Linked DNA regions of Xenopus laevis: region 2 is linked to region 1. The links are chromatin contacts, called in public Hi-C maps. All regions are on one chromosome and are shown on one strand. Each heading gives the region's core, a stretch centred on a gene start, on an enhancer-like site or on the middle of the called end of the contact. The rest is flanking DNA. Distances are from core to core; before and after follow the strand shown. Region 1 holds the start of ift81.S (intraflagellar transport protein 81 homolog). Region 2 holds the start of anapc7.S (anaphase promoting complex subunit 7 S homeolog).

Region 1 (6,061 bases), core at 1,586-4,085:
AATTTAAGATAAGCAAAGATACAAATGTAACTATTTACGATAAGCAGGTTTCTTTTGAAAACTGAGACTAGCAGCTTAAAGAGCTATTTCAGTTTAATTAGCAAAACTGTTATAACACAGAAAACATTGTACTAAAATTCCCAGAAATGTGTTCAGACTTTCATATCCTGCCAAATTTTGTAAAATGTCCATGGCAATTAGGGGATTAAGCACAACCTCTTTCTATTTTTCAAATGTTAATAGGTATGCTTAATTCTGATGGGTGAGCTGCTGTAGGCAAGGGGACAAAGTCTTGTAAATGAAAGGACAATCCCTGAAAAATGTGGTTCATTCCAAATTACAGGACTGGATTTTTGGAAAGGCTACCAAGGCCTGGGCTTAGGGTGGCAGGATTTTAGGGGGGCGGCATGCTGCCCAACCATACCCACATTGGTTGAGAAATACTGATGTTGCACAGGAGATACAATAGTTTTATAAATTTCCTGTATGCCAATCCCCATTTCCTCAGTCCCCATGAAAATATAAGTGAATAAAATAGAGGGGGTGGGAGGATGATCTGGCCCTGCCCAATTATAAGATTAACAAGTATTTTCATTCACTGATACAGTAGAATAGAAGTCGACATCAGCCTACTGCAGCTGCTTTTGAGGAAATTTTTGTCCACGCCCCATTCAGCTCCAGTCATACATGGGAATCTGGAGCACTCAGTCATACCTCCCAACATTTTGGAAGTAAAAAGAGGGAGAACTTTTAACCACGCCAATTTTTGTGGCCAGACCCCCTAACTACCATGTTCATTTTACAAAATTTGGCAGGTTATGAAAGTTTCTGTGTTTTTTTTCAAGTTATTACAGTTTTGCCAATGAAGGCGAATTGCCCTTTAAGCTGTGAGTCTAACTTCTTCCAAGAGACATGTTATCTTATATTGTTACAATTACTCACTTGCGTATCTTAAAATTGTTACAAAAGTATCTTATCTGCAGTTGTGGCTGTTCTGGGCTCTCTGCCAAAAGCCAATTAAGTTAGAAACATTTTTTTTTCTTTTTCTGGCTGTTCAGTGCAAAGAAAAGCGGGATTTTCCAGTACAAATGAGGGACTGCGGGTTGAGCTGTCCAAAGAGGGACTGTCCCTCTACAGTTGGGAGGTATGTTCAGTAAGTGCTGCTTTAATAAAAGGGGAATATAAACGGGACCCATAAGGTTAGAGGTACCAACCATCGACCTTTTCATCTGCAAAAACTTTCGTCAACTAAAAAGAACTCTGACCAGGGTGAGTTCTAAAAGTATTAGAAGAACGTTGGATGTTTAGTTATGGTATTTCTAGCAGACAGGCCACATATAAACACATTTGAAGTACATTAATTTAGGGCAGCACTGCCACACATTTGTTGTGGTGTTGGTGTTTCTGATTGCCCAGAAATGGGGTCCTAGTTCTGGCTTCTCTGGTTCCTTAAAGCAGCCTTGTGCTGGCATAACTAGATGTTACCGAGCCCACCAGCAAATTAATCTCAGGGACCCAGCATATCCAGAGGGTGTCCTGTTTTACCAATATTTATTAAACTTGTATATAAATTAGAGCCTCATGGGGCCCCCTATGCTTCCTCCGTAGTTATGCCCCTGAGGGTAACATTTGATTTGGGGCAATATTATGCTTAATAGCTTGATACTGAAAAATACACTGTTTTTACACAGCATATTAAGCATAATATTGCTCCAAATCAAATGTTACCCTCAGGGTAACATTTTCTGCATGATTTGTTTTCTGTGTAAAATTGCAGTGTAAATAGGGTTGCCACCTGTTTGGTTTTGACCCGAACAGTTCGGTTTTATTAAGGCCTGTTTGGGTCTGAAGTTTTTGTTCGGTTTTCAGCTTTATGAAACCAGCAATAATCTGGCCAATGCATGATGCATGAAAAGCATTTAAATACTAAGATACTCACCTCAACATGGCTTAGTTACCATCAAGTACCATTCATTTCTTATTATTACAGATGCAAAAAGGAGCAAACCAAACAAAAATAAGAATGTTTTTTTCTAAATTAGCATTGCTGTATTTCAGAGCTGTCTGGATAACTGATTCCTGTATAATAGAGCTCATACCTGTAATTAAAGGATTGGGCTTACTTACTTAGCAGAATATCGCTAGAGATAGGGTTGCCACCTGTGTGGTTTTAAACTGGGCATCAACACTTTAAAACATTGAGAATACTGGATAGAAATCCAGCCGTTTGCATAAGTGATGCAATAACCTTGCCCTGGTGTCATAACTCTACTCATTGTGTCCACCTCTGATGTCATCATGCCTGTTCCTACATCACTGCCCCACCCCCAATGTTATCTGCCCCGCTTCCTGGTGTTCAGGTTTAGCCATCAGCAAAGATGGCAACTCTAAGTGTAAAAAGCAGCAGCTGCTGCTTGAAAAATCTGTGTATAAAACAAAAATTTCCTTGGCAACTACATTTCTTCCCATGGACTTCAATGGGTTAAGTGGTTATGCCGTCAACGGGGTCAATTAAGTGTGTAAAAGAATCTACAGGGCTTTATAAATTGTCCATTTATTTGACACCATTTACCCATAGTAAATACATTAACACAGCATAATAAATAGTCCCCCAACTGTACATCAATTCATTTTGTGGGTTCATATCCCCTTTAAGGCCATACTACATCTGGCCTCCCCAAAAAGTCATTTTTTTAAAAATATTTGTATCCATCCAAGAAATTCTCTCTCACTCTCTCTCTGAATTTTTTGTTAGAAACTGCTATGCTATACTTTGAACTCCAGGTGGCCCTACAACACCAGAATTCAAAGCCGTAATCCAGTTATGAAAGCACGTCTCACTTGTAGAACCCGGCTAATTCTAGGAAGCGACGTCACAGACTAACGGAAGCGTCGTCAAGGTAACCGTCTCAAGCGCGTTTGTTGCGGAGAACCTTTTGCTGTTGTCAGGTAACGAATTGATGTTGCTTCGCCGCGTAGCACCCTTTTATTGATTTCTAATACGATCATTCTTTACAGATTTCCTAAAAATGGCAATATGCCAGTGATCAAAATGGCTTCACGATTTCCAGATGCCAGACTTGGTCTAGTTACATCGGTTATTTGTGTCCATAATGCTGCAAATAAAATACTGCCATATAAAGTCAGTAATGCAATGTTCCAGTGCTGATCAAGTAACTCTGATTATACTCTTTATGCTCATCCTACAATGTTCTACTGTGCAGATCATGTCAGCTATTCTCCATGCCATGATGGGGATAATGAGACATACAGTATCTGGTATTTTTTACAGCATAGGGCTCTTGTATGTCTGCAAGTCCAATTTTGGGTGCATGTTTTTTTCCTCCAGAATTCCAGTGTCATTGCGGTTGCAAAAAGACAATGCTTTTGAGGCTTCTGGGCTGTGCCCACCATGATTGTGGGTGATTCAGCAAAATGAATGCAGCTGCATGATCCCCTCATCACAGATTGTGCACAGTAGGGGCAAATATTTTAGAAATCTGCCTGACATCATTTCTAGTGTTCAGCGTGCGAGTAGAGTTGGCATATTTGTCCTAATTCAAATCCAGACAGTGGGAGGTTGGTGACAAAAGGGGTATACATTTTTGGCCTGTCCAGTATCATTTTGGGGCAGGCCACAGTGTCAATGGTGACATTTGTCCCATTTTTTTAACCTACCAAAACTGGTTGGGAAGTTTTGAACTGGACAGCCCCTTCAAAAACCAGACTGTCTGGTTCAAGTGACAACCATTTTGAGGCGATTGATGCAAGGTGCTCAGGGTGCTCATAGCTCCAGGGTTCTCCTGCGTCACTAGGTGCAGTAGTGCTCACTTCTGAAAAGAAGGAAACAAGAACTGAGCCGTATAGAAAGCAACTATACAAAAGTGCGTTTTCATTAAAGTACCTTTAATAAAAGTGGTTTTACTGTATATGAAATTGACTGGGAGGAAGTGCAGGGACTGCCCTGTCTTATGTTGTCATTTCCAGGGAAGAGGAATTCGGTTTTAAAAGGCACCTGTTGGGTAAAAATGTTATCCCCAACCAAAGGTGCGGGCTAATAGAGCGTGCATTCCGGTTGGGGATAACAGTAGTTTTTTTTAAAAAAAATACCCCCCATCAGCACTACGCTACCCACACCAGGAGGGAGCTCCTTGTGAGCAGCCATGTCCGGCCACTCGCATGCGAATAACACGCATGTAACGTCACGTGCATGCGCAAAATGAGCAACTCTGGGCAGCTTTTCATTCAGTGCATGCGAGTGACCGGACATGGCTGCTTGCACCAGGAACTCCCTCCCGGTGCGGGTAGCATAGCGCTGGCGGGCAGCATTTTTAAAAAAAAATAAATTACTGTTATCCCCAACCGGAATGAGGGCTCTATTAGGCCGCATCTTTGATTGGGGACAACATTTTTACCCAACAGGTGCCCTTCAATAAAAATCCAGGACCGGATTGTTAATACCCACATGACTTTGGCTCGGTTTACAGATCTGTTCTGTAAATCTGCCTGACATCATTTCTAGTGTTCAGCGTGCGAGTAGAGTTGGCATATTTGTCCTAATTCAAATCCAGACAGTGGGAGGTTGGTGACAAAAGGGGTATACATTTTTGGCCTGTCCAATATAATTTTGGGGCAGGCCACAGTGTCACACTCTGTGTCAATGGTGACATTTGTCCCATTTTTTTAACCTACCAAAACTGGTTGGGAAGTTTTGAACTGGACAGCCCCTTCAAAAACCAGGCTGTCTGGTTCAAGTGACAACCATGCTGAGGCGATTGATGCAAGGTGCTCAGGGTGCTCATAGCTCCAGGGTTCTCCTGCGTCACTAGGTGCAGTAGTGCTCACTTCTGAAAAGAAGGAAACAAGAACTGAGCAGTATAGAAAGCAACTATACAAAAGTGCGTTTTCATTAAAGTACCTTTAATAAAAGTGGTTTTATATGAAATTGACTGGGAGGAAGTGCAGGGACTGCCTTGTCTTATGTTGTCATTTCCAGGGAAGAGGAATTCGGTTTTAAAAGGCACCTGTTGGGTAAAAATGTTATCCCCAACCAAAGGTGCGGGCTAATAGAGCATGCATTCCGGTTGGGGATAACAGTAGTTTTTTTTAAAAAAAATACCCCCCATCAGCACTACGCTACCCACACCAGGAGGGAGCTCCTTGTGAGCAGCCATGTCCGGCCACTCGCATGCGCATAACACGCATGTAACGTCACGTGCATGCGCAAAATGAGCAACTCTGGGCAGCTTTTCATTCAGTGCATGCGAGTGACCGGACATGGCTGCTTGCACCAGGAACTCCCTCCCGGTGCGGGTAGCATAGCGCTGGCAGGCAGCAATTTTTAAAAAAAATAAATTACTGTTATCCCCAACCGGAATGAGGGCTCTATTAGGCCGCATCTTTGATTGGGGACAACATTTTTACCCAACAGGTGCCCTTCAATAAAAATCCAGGACCGGATTGTTAATACCCACATGACTTTGGCTCGGTTTACAGATCTGTTCTATATTGTATATTATAGAATTTCTTTCAGTCTTGCTACCTCAGGGCCCCCACCACTCGTGTGCTCACGCACTTTGCATTTTTGCAGTGTCAGGAACAGAGGCACGGGTGCAGGGAGGGGATCTGAGCCGGTGGGGCCCACAAGACCCGGGGGCTCACCGGGTTTTCTCACAGTGTCCTGCCGGCCCAGTCTGACCCTGGCCCCACCACCATGGCCAATGTCACAAGCCCCCCCCCCCTTACTCCACTTGAATTTCTCATTGGGGGCCAATCCAAACCTGCTTGGTTTTGTGTGGTTTATTTTTTTGTTCATTTTGTTTGTGTGGTTTATTTAAGTGCTTCATGGCCTAAATATACTTCTCTTAGGTCTGAAACTCCATTGAAGATGAGTGACCAACTGAAACTCATTGTTGAAAAGCTCAACAAAGAACCTTTTAAGAGAAACTACAACTTAATAACTTTTGATTCACTGGAACCCATGCAGTTATTACAGGTTTTGAATGATGTTCTTGCAGAAATTGACCCAAAGGTAAATATTTTTATTAATTTTCTATTTACA
Region 2 (5,843 bases), core at 782-3,281, 220 kb after region 1:
GAAGGAATTCCATCTAAAATGGCTATGGCATCCTTGTCCTGTTTCAGCATGGTATAACAGTCAGCCATTTTATATTTCACCTCAATCTCTGATGGGAGACTCTAATGAATGTAAAATATAAGGTACATAAACAATTTTCATCTTTGGCTTAGGCATCGTCTGTAAATCTATTTCTGTTATCAGTGTAGGGAAAAGCCTCAGTACAGCAAACAGCTACTATTATAGGATGATATAAAAGGAAAATGTATACATAATATATTACATATTTTTCTTATTATACAGATCAAATGTGTAATAAAAAGGTGTGGCAGATAAAGTGTTGTTGGCTTGTCCTTCAGTGAAACTGGTATTTCTACCTGATTTTGTGGGGTAGCAGCTGAATTTCCCATTGCTGGCCTAACTTTGGAAGTCTTGGTTAAGGTTTTCTTCTGCTGCAGAGCCATTGTATACTTGCTGACAGCATTTCTGTATTCTTTGTCATGGAACAGAGAGTCCGCATGGTACACAAGCAACTGGTACTTTTGTGATGGAGACAACATCTCCCTACAAAAAAAAAAAAAAACATTAATCATACTGAATATTCAGCAGCATATATGCCAGTTCTGTCCAGTGTCTCCCATGATGTGGGCTAAGTAAAAATATAATAAAATAGTAATGTCATAAAAAGTTGCTTAAGAGCCCAAGGGTCATATTTTACTCTGAGGGTCACATAGAGCCCATTGGGCTTTAGTTAAACAGCCCTAATATGGTGAATTAAAGATTAAATGGATTATAATACATTGTTACTGGTACACAGGTACCCTTTGCCGGTGGCTAAACACGAACAATAGGGGCGTGGCAGATGGCATTGGGGGTGGAGCAGTGATCTTGGGGTAGGCATGATGACATCAGAGGCAGGCACAATGATGTCGTGGAGCTATGATGCTGGGTCAGGGCTATTATATCACTTATATGCAAATGGATGGATTTCTATCCAGTTTACTCAATGTTTTAAATAGGACCATAAAGTTTTGAACAGACAGCCCTTTGACAAACTGATATTTTAATTTGAAACCCACACAGCTCGAAACCCTACCTCTATCTATTCTGCCTGATGAGCAAGACCAATCCTTTAACTACAGGTATGGCATCTATTATACAGAAATCAGTTATCCAGAAAGCTCTGAAATAGAGCAATGCTCATTTTTAAAAAAAAAAACATTATTTTTGACGGATTTGCTTATTTCTGTTTCTTTAATAACAAGAAATTAACTGCACTTCATAATAACTAAGCCATGTCAAAGTGAGTATCTTGGTTTTTAATTGGTTTTCATTTAGTTTTTCACAAGGCTGAAAACCGAACAGAATGCCGAGACCCGGACAGGCCTGAGAAAAACCAAACTGTTCGGGTCAAAACAGAGCAAGTGATAACCCTAGGTTGGCCCAGGTATCCCTTATACCATGTACGTCTTATCCAATAAGCATTATCCATAGGAATAAATACTGAATCAATAATTGGCAAGTTTCAGTTCAACAACTGCAGATTGAGCACAGAATTAGAAGACACAAGACAGTAAAAGTCAGAGGGTATCTATAAAGACAATGAGAAAGATAATTGTTTATTATACTAGTGGCCAAGCTGATGAGCAGGAGGAATAGGAAAGGATGATAAAGAGAATCATTAATACTTTATAATATAATACTTTATGGAGGACACTAAAGAAACATCATATGCAAACAGAGGTGACCACCAGCAGCTGCAGGGCCCCAAGCTTCCCCCCCCCCGTGCAGCCGCCAGTCTCTATACACAATGTAAGAAGCAAATGAACCCCCTCAGCCAATATCATGCCAGGGTCCTGCTGCTACTCACGAGTTGTTGTTGCTCATAGTCAGTAGGAGACTGCTCAGTAAGCGCACATTAGAATGGAGCCCGGCCGCTGCCATGTCCCGCACATGATCTATCACATTCATTTTCACAATTAGCGCTAAACTCAGTAACCCGCACAACTCCACCCCAATGCACTGCTACAACCAGCAGCTGTGTCGGACCTACAGGACCTTCAGTGACGTCACATCCGGTCCGGGTGAAGGCGGAAGTAAGGGAGGAGCCGTGATGGTGACAGCGAGGCTTGTCAGGTAGCGAAATAGATTTTGATCTTGTGTTGCTGAGGACCAATATCTGCATTTATTAGTGGAGCGTGTGAAATACGCGATTCTACTGAAAGCACAATTAGTAGAATAATCGCTCTCTAGGCGTCAGTTTACCGAGGAAGGAAGAGGAGACGCGGGAAGAAGAAGGGCTTAGTGCTGCGCAATTTGATTTGGAATTTGGATACAACTGCAAATAATATTTTATGCAAAATCTGCCCTTCCACCTTCTCCCTCAATAGTTACACCGTAGGAGGTGTATGTGCTGTAGCCTGTCCTGCATTCACACTGCAATAGTATTGACAATAGTGGGTCAATAGGTCATTCCCAGTGCTAATGTGCCACTTTGTAATGCTTTTCTTCTTTCAAAACACATCTATTAATAGTGCTGCTCCAGCAGAATTCTGCACGGAGTCCGTTTCTCAAAAGAGCAAACAGATATTTTTTTATATTTAATTTTGAAATCTGACATGGGGCTAGACATTGTCAGTTTCCCAGCTGCCCCCACTCATGTGACTTGTGCTCTGAAGATATGTATAGATAAACCAGCGCTGAAAGCTCGGGGTAAAGAAGAGAAAAAAAATGAAAACAATATATAGTGTAGTATTTCCTTATTAGGTATAGGACACCCTTGTGTGTACTAAATACTACACTATATACTACACTATATATTGTTTTCATTTTTCTCTTATTTACCCCGAGCTTTCAGAGCTGTTTTATCTATACATATCTTTCATTGCCTATCCGAAGGAGAACGGATCTTTTAACCGGCAGAGGGGAGTGAACTACAGAACCTGGACATTTTTTATATTTTGTTGTGCTCTGATAAACTTCAGTCACTCTTTACTGCAAGTTGGACTGATATCACCCCCTCCCTTTCCTCCCCCACCCCCCCCGGCAGTCTAACAACAGAACAATGGGAAAATAATGAGATAACCGCTCCCTAACACAAGATATCAGCTGCCTGGTATCCAAGAACAGCACTCAATAGTAAAATTCAGGTCCCAGTGCAACACATTAAAGGGATACTGTCATGGGAAATACATTTTTTCAAAATGAATCAGTTAATAGTGCTGCTCCAGCAGAATTCTGCACTGAAATCCGTTTCTCAAAAGAGCAAACAGATTTTTCTATATTCAATTTTGAAATCTGACATGAGGCTAGACATTTTGTCAATTTTCCAGCTGCTGGTTCAGGAATGAAATTTTATACTACATCATAAAAATCATGACTAATCCCTAAATAGATTGGGGTTCGTTTTGTTACAGATGAACCCTTTCTGTACTGTTAGTTGTGGAGATTACAATACAGATGAATGCTCAGTGGCAGGGACATAAATGTGCTTCTGCACTGATACATCAACCAAGGTTAAAGGGATGAAACTCTTCGCAAAAATAAAAATTTAATGTAAGCTTCATCAAACTGAACTTTCTAAATACAATCAATTAAAAATTTTGCATCCTTTCTGAAATAATCAAGTTTATATTCACTATCCCTCTCTCAGCATCTGTTTCTCTTCATTCTGTCTTCATTCAGGAGTTGGGTGTCAGATAGTCATTGCCAGATCCAATATATCTTATAGATATATATCAATATATAGTTCCCCTTTAAGGAATATGCAGCAAGACAGTTGTAGCTCCTGTTCCCTAAAAGACTCAATGTTTGCCCAGATGCAGGAGCCTATAGCAAAGCCAAAGATGTTGCTTTTACCCTTTAAGCCAAACAAAAAGCTGTATAATGAACGTTGAGAAGTTAAGATTCGGGGTCATTGCAAATTATCAAGCAGAAAATTAAGTTTGTCTGTAATATAAGCTGATGCTACAAGGCTGATTATTAAATTCTGATGCTAGTTTCACTGGTTTCTGTGCTGCCATGCAGTAATTATCTGTTTTGTTGAGATATCTAGGATTCTGGTCATAAAAGCAATGAAAAAGCTGTTGTGTTTCAAACAGATGGAAGCACGTCCAATCACATGACTGCAAGGAAATGTATTTTTAAAAATGCACATTTTACATGGATGTCATTTAATAAATTGTAATTTACTTTGTTATATATGTAGTACATTGGGGTAGATATATTGGGTCACTGACCAGTAAATAACAGAAGCTACAAGGAAAGATTTAATCTTTGCTTTTATTAAGCTCCAGAGGTTAACATTTAATATATCCCAGATCATGTTGGATCCAAAAATGATAATATTACAAGACAGTATAAAATTTATTTTGCAAAAAGGACAAATGCGTTACAATGTGCAGCACAATGTGCAGAATTTTGAAGCTCATTTTATGTTTTGTTTCCCTCATTTTACTGCCCAGGGGCAGACAGAGATTTGTTCATAAATTGTCTTTTGACAAAGCAGGTCCACCACTGCAAAAAAAAAGAAAGAAAGAGAAAAGTCAGAAGAAAGTGGAAGTAAATAAAGACATCAAAAACAGCAATTTGATATTGAATGCTAAAATGACCCCCACAACAGGGTGCTTTTGATATAAACTCATAAGCTTATGTAGAAAGTATGTAAAAACTTTATAATCTTATTTTCTTTAACACAGGCATAACGGATTCCACAGATTAAATGTAAACCATGATACTCTGCATCTGACTTAGAACTATTTCTCAGCCCTCCACTGGCTGGTACTGTCATGTAACCCCCTCCTTCATCTTGTTCCATTGCATGTGGATGGATTTTGGGTCTTGAAGCCCCTCTGCTTTCCATAGTGGGTGATGCACAGATTCTTTGGAAAGCAGAGGGACATACTGTAGGTCCAAAATCACTTAAACATGGAACAAATTGAAGGTGGGGTTGAATAACTCCACTAGCCTAAGGGTGGTGGGGAAATGATTTGTACAAGTCAGGGTTGACTATCATGGTTTCAATTTAATCTTTGGAATTATACACATCTGAAAGTATTTATGCAATGTTTCTACATAAACCCATCTGAATGAGCTCATGTAAAAAAAAAAAAACAGGTATTTTTTCCTTTAAAACTTTCATCACTGCAAACAGAAAACATAAGTTGTAGTAGATATTTGGTTTGTGCCTTTAATATTGCCAAATGCTGTAATATACATTTACTTGCTTTTTAGGATTATATAAAAACTGTATATAGAATAATATTCAACAAATGCTTCAAGTTGGTTATTGCTTGTGGCACCAAGCAATTTTAAGTACATGCCTAATAGCTATGCATTTAATAGCCTGCTGCAATGATGCACAGGTGAGTTTCAGTGCAGTGTACATCTTCAAGTATATACTAAAAGCTGAGATGGAGGGGCTTAGACATACTGAAGCCTAAGCAGGACTGGGGTTTAACAAATTAATGGAAACCCTTTACCATTAATGATCAACACTGTTGCTGGACAGTTATTTTAATGAAACCAAGTCACATTAAGATGCTGCATTTATATTTATTTAGATCAGTGATCCACAACAAGTGGCTCACCAACCCATTGGATGTAGCTCCCAATGACCTCAAAACAGGTGCTCATTTTTGAATTCCTGCATTAAAGGCAAGCTTTAGTTGCATGAAAAACAGGTGTTCTGTCACAAGAGACTCCTATAGGCTGCCAGTCCACACAGGGGCTACAATAGCCAATTACAGTCCATATTTAGCACGCATGCGTAGCATGTTTATATTGCTCTCCAAGCTATTTTACTTTTGAATTTTGCTCATGAGTGAAAAAGGTTGGGGATCCCTGATTTAGACCATTCTTGCAAT

Evidence for each region. Hi-C and Micro-C count contacts between places; a contact is called where the count stands out from the background.
Region 2: a Hi-C map of the XTC cell line shows a contact between it and region 1, with 4 times the contacts expected there. The contact joins the promoter of anapc7.S here to the promoter of ift81.S in region 1. A contact is called at or near these places in 3 of 4 Hi-C or Micro-C datasets (the XL177 cell line, the XTC cell line and animal cap).

The regions. Positions count from the first base shown.
Region 1 is chr1S:150,765,003-150,771,063 of Xenopus_laevis_v10.1, forward strand. It overlaps ift81.S (intraflagellar transport protein 81 homolog), which reads left to right and starts at 2,836. Exons shown (of 19, transcript XM_018244202.2): 1 at 2,836-2,949; 2 at 5,869-6,031. The coding sequence starts at 5,888.
Region 2 is chr1S:150,988,831-150,994,673 of Xenopus_laevis_v10.1, forward strand. anapc7.S (anaphase promoting complex subunit 7 S homeolog) reads right to left here and starts at 2,032. Exons shown (of 11, transcript NM_001094396.1): 1 at 1,850-2,032; 2 at 357-543; 3 at 1-101. The coding sequence starts at 1,950. It overlaps LOC100036831 (actin-related protein 2/3 complex subunit 3), which reads right to left. Exons shown (of 7, transcript NM_001097119.1): 7 at 4,247-4,494. The coding sequence ends at 4,432.